Regions from separate parts of the Mus musculus genome. Here region 2 is linked to region 1. Evidence: chromatin contacts called from public promoter capture Hi-C data. All regions are on one chromosome and are shown on one strand. The core of a region is the stretch at or near the end of the contact, and the rest is flanking DNA. Distances in the headings are between cores, read along the strand shown.

Region 1 (2,643 bases), core at 92-2,591:
GTTGTGACTGCCTACAGAAAATGAATCAGAAAGCTAGAATATTTACACAAAAGGTTTGTGAAAATACATTCAGTGGGCAACAGACTTGAGTTTTCTTATGAATTAATTACATCTAGGGTTGTAAAGGAATGCTACACTGAGTAACATTTTGATATTTTTGAATTTGACAGTATAATGGAGATGAGCTGGTAAGATGTCATGGCCATGTTTTACAGAGAATTATTATAAAATTCAAAGCATGTAACTTTGCAAATAATAGTCAGAATAGTCTAATTTATATTTGAGGAGAGTTTCACTTTCTCAGTTATGTGTTGTCATTCGTAGCTGATTGGTGGTCATCTGATTCTTCATAATTGACTCTGTTGCCTTTTTCAGGATGTCTAATTTGCACAAGGACAAAGGAAGAAGATGCTTTAAGCTTTACAAAAAGAAAGAGACTATACAGAACATCCTTTTCCTACAGCTTTTACAAAGGAAACAAAATCTCTCTTTACTCTGTTGATTGTGTAGAAGCATCATGCATGTAGGAGCTTGGATTTCGAAAGTCCCAGGTTGAGTGAGTTTTGTTTGTCAAATAATATAATAATATAATATAATATCTTTGACAATAACTTTTGCAAAAATAAAATACAGAAACCCTTGTAAAATACTCCTAACTGACTAGAATTTCAAGTCTGGAGCAATCGCTTTTTAATTCTATTTGTAATATTTCACTTAGCCATTATAAAAAAAAACAGAATAGCTTTTTTTTTTTACAAAGTTTGTACTTATACTATAAAATTATTCAGTGAAATTTTCACACTTTCAACATATGCATCATATAGAGTGCTACATATTTTCCCACAGAAGTTTTTGTTTTATGAAAAGCAGACTAAGTCATTGGATATTCCAATAAATTCACAGTTTTACATACGTTTGAGTTGCATTGATGATTTCGAAGCATTATATAGAGTCTTTCACCCCTTTTTGCTGGTAGATAAGGCAGTGCTCTTGTCAGTCAATGTAGACTTAACTTCTGGTCTTCATTTACATCCTGAATAGTTTAAAATGCATTTCAAGCCGTCTCTTCAGGAAGTCCATAAAGACTGATAGAAGCTGATCATTCAAATATAATCGATTCCTCTCTTGTCACCCAAGTAGATGCTTTTATCTCCAATATTCTAGATGTGGCTTTTTATATTACCCACTACTTTATCTCAGCTAAATGTTACATATTATAAAATTATACACTTAAAAAGTTACAGTATTCTGTTTTACTGGCAAAATAAACAAAGACCATCTTCTACATGATAATTAAATGAATTTGAACAGGTATTCTTTTCTCATAATTGCAGATTTACATGAACAGATTTTACTTTAACATTTCCTTGAAAACAATGCAAAATCAAAGCTTTGTCACTGAGTTCATTCTCCTTGGACTTTCACAGAACCCAAATGTTGAGAACATACTGTGTGTTGTATTTTTGTTTATTTACCTTGCAACTATTGGGGGCAACATTATGATTGTGGTGACTATCATCTACAGCCCTGCACTGCTGAGCTCTCCCATGTACTTCTTCTTGATATTCCTGTCCTTACTGGATGCTTGCACTTCTTCCACTGTCACCCCTAAGATGATGGTAGACCTCTTCTATGAAAGGAAGACCATCTCCTTTGAATGTTGCATGACACAACTGTTTGCTATTCACTTTTTCACTGGAATAGAGGTGATTATTTTGTCAGCCATGGCCTATGACCGTTATGTGGCCATTTGCAAGCCCCTTCACTACTCCTCCATTATGACCAGGAGACTCTGTGGCATTTTGGTGATGGTATCTTGGACAGGAGGATTCTTACATTCTCTCATACAAATTATCTTCACTTTGCAGCTGCCCTTCTGTGGACCCAATGTCATTGATCATTATCTGTGTGACTTGTTCCCATTACTGAAGCTTGCCTGCACTGACACACACATATTTGTCATATTGGTGTTTTCTAACAGTGGGTCTATCAGCATCATAATCTTCTCTATTTTGCTTGTCTCCTATGGTGTCATCTTGTTTTCTCTGAGAGCTCACAGCTCTGAAGGGCGGCGTAAAGCTCTCTCCACATGTGGATCCCACATTACAGTTGTGCTTTTGTTCTTTGTCCCATGCTTTTTAATATATGCACGACCTCCTTCTGCTTTCTCTTCTGAAAAAAATGCCTTTGTATTTGCCACCATCATAACACCACTTCTGAATCCTATGGTTTACACTTTCAGGAATAAGGAAATGAAGAATGCCATTAGAAAAATGTGGAAGAAACTAATAGTGGTTTCTCATGACTTTTAACATATTATGCTTACAATGCTGGGAAGGTAGACCAGTGGGTAAGAACATTTGTTATGCAAATATAAGCTATCATTTCTGATTCACAACACCCATTAAGAAGTCATTCATTATAGCACAGTTTTAATAAAATACTGGGGAAGTAATGTATTATATAGCCAAGGTCTCTTCCCAAAACCAGTTAGGTCAAGGTTCATATGATCCAGCCAGAATGCAGACCTTCTGATACAGGGCAATCTGCTTGGGATGTAAACATACCCTTGATACACACCTTTAATCCCTAACAGTAATGGTAATCTTAGTTTATAGAAGGGAGCATCCATGTTTGAAAGTG
Region 2 (2,643 bases), core at 42-2,541, 230 kb before region 1:
CACTTGAGTACTCCTTACTCAGGATCAGCAACCTCAGTTGCCTCTATATCTGATTAGTTTCTGTTCTTATGTTATACTACCCAGTTCATTCTAAGAGTTTTGAAAACAGAAGTTTCTATCTGATGAGGTACTTGCTTGCATTCGCTAGTTTAAACTGTTTGGTTAAATCATACTTGCTCAAAACTGTACAGTAAATATAGTTAGGTATGAATTCTCAGTGAAGGTAATGGTTCAAGGAATAGAATTTTGGCTATTTGAAAGCCCTAAAGAGTCAAATAAAATAAGTGCTACAGACATAAATGGGATAATTAATTTATTAGTTATATGAGACTATTTAAATTCAGTCCTCATTAAATCCATTGAAAAAGTTTTGAAGGCTGGAAGTTCATTGAGATACCCTTGTCAATATCTAGTACCACAATCTAATACCAATGAAATGGATGCTTGAAGAGATCAAGATTACATTTTAAAGATAAACTCCATCCATCCTAAGGAAAGACTATATTAGTCAATAGAGTAATGGCCCATTTACGATCTTGAAAGATTTCTCAAAAATATCTGCCTTGAGTTTGCTTTTTATGGCTAACAGATGTGCTAAAAAGTCACATTTTAAACAAGAAGAATGAGGTACAGCTCTTCAATGACATCTTTCTTTAAAGTTTTTTTATATATAACTAGGTTTTGGATTAACACAATGATAGATTTTTATCATGCCATCTTCATACATATAAATCACTCTAATTTTCTTGGTTATTGCTATAATTTTCCTTTCCTCACTTTAGCTGCTCATTTTGCTTTCTTCCATTTGTTGTTGATTTGTTTCCTCATCATACACACTCCAGTAATCTATTTGTCACTTTACCTAAGATCTCTTTTAATAATGCACCTTATTTTCTACAGAAATAAGAACAATACAACCCCAAAGCAGTAGATACCAAAAAATAATTAAGACATGGCATTCATGAATGATATAGAGAGAAGAATATATAGAGTTGGTCAAAAAGATAATTCTTTGAAAAATAAGAATAACAAGATGAATAAAATTCTAGCTAAACTACCCACTGTATCTTGATATATGACATTATATTTGTAGGCTCAACAAAATCCTCTTAGGCGAAGGAGTTAATAGAAGATGTATGGGGATCATTGGAAGAAGTAGAAATGGTTATCTATGGGACAGATAATGATGATGTGCTTAATGCCATAGTGAACTGATGGTCAAGATCACAACGTCAAGGCAGGGTCTGTTCAAGAGCTTTCATCAGTAAATCAAGACTTTCAAGAAGGTCAATGGGACAGAGAAGCAATGTCACAGAGTTCATTCTCCTGGGCCTCACTCAAGATCATGTTGGACAAAGAGCATTGTTTGTCATGTTTTTACTCATCTACATTGTGACTATAGTAGGTAATCTACTCATTGTGGGGACAGTCATAGCCAGTCCCTCCTTAGGGACTCCAATGTACTTCTTCCTTGCCTATCTGTCACTTCTGGATGCTGTTTATTCCACTGCTATCTCACCCAAGTTGATGGTAGACTTGCTCTGTGATAGAAAAACAATTTCCTTTTCAGCTTGCATGACTCAGCTCTTTTTAGAGCACCTACTTGGTGGTGCTGAGGTCTTCCTTCTAATGGTGATGGCCTATGATCGTTATGTGGCCATCTGTAAACCACTGCATTATTTGATCATCATGAATAGGCGGGTTTGCTTCCTCCTATTGGTGGTTTCCTGGGCTGGAGGCCTTGCACACTCTGTAGCTCAACTTCTCTTTGTATATAATCTTCCATTTTGTGGTCCAAATGTAATTGACCACTTTATCTGTGACATGTACCCATTATTAGGACTTGCATGCACAGATACACATATTATTGGCCTCACTGTGGTTGCCAATGGTGGAGCAATATGTATGTTAGTCTTTATTATTCTCATAATTTCCTATGGAATCATTCTAAGATCTCTTAAGACTCACAGTCAGGAAGGGAGACAGAAAGCCTTATCTACCTGCAGCTCCCACATCATGGTGGTTGTCCTCTTTTTTGTTCCCTGTATCTTCATGTATGTTAGACCTGTTCACAACTTTCCTATTGATAAATCCATTACTGTTTTTTATACAATTGTTACTCCTATTTTGAATCCTTTAATATATGCCTTGAGAAACTCAGAGATGAAAAGGTCTATGGAAAATCTATTATATAAGGTATTCCCTAGAGATAAAATAACAATGTCTTTTCATTGATGGTGCTAGTAATTAAAGTACAAAAAGGCAACCAGCTTTAAGCAGTAATGATAGAACTCATTCAATGTATCTTTATGGATAATTTTCTTTAAAGAAATAAATACATAACAACAAAATATCGAAATAATCACTTTAGATTAAAATTAATTATTTCTCTCCCTCTTCCATGGGGTTTCCTGAGCTCTGCCTAATGTTTGTCTATGGTTTTCTGCTGGATGAAGCCTCTCTGATAACAGTTGGTCTAGGTACCAATATGAGTATAGCAGAATATCATTAGGAAGCATTTCATTGATTTTTTTGTTTTTGTTTATGTCAATCATGTTTGGTTTTATCCTAGATCTCTAGGCTATCCAGCCTCTGCTTCCTGGTATTTCAGGCAGTGTCGGGAGTAGGTTCCCTCTGAAGTCA

What was found. Promoter capture Hi-C pulls out the DNA fragments that hold promoters and counts their contacts.
Region 2: a contact with region 1 is called in a promoter capture Hi-C map of the HPC-7 cell line. The contact joins the promoter of Olfr1241 here to the promoter of Olfr1228 in region 1. A contact is called at or near these places in 4 of 39 promoter capture datasets (the C10 cell line, the HPC-7 cell line and stem cell-derived epiblast-like cells) and 1 of 9 other capture datasets (adipose tissue).

What each region holds. Positions count from the first base shown.
Region 1 is chr2:89,248,390-89,251,032 of GRCm38.p6, reverse strand. Olfr1228 (olfactory receptor 1228) reads left to right here and starts at 1,341. Exons shown (of 1, transcript NM_146971.1): 1 at 1,341-2,312. The coding sequence starts at 1,341. The coding sequence ends at 2,312.
Region 2 is chr2:89,481,781-89,484,423 of GRCm38.p6, reverse strand. Olfr1241 (olfactory receptor 1241) reads left to right here and starts at 1,291. Exons shown (of 1, transcript NM_146455.1): 1 at 1,291-2,235. The coding sequence starts at 1,291. The coding sequence ends at 2,235.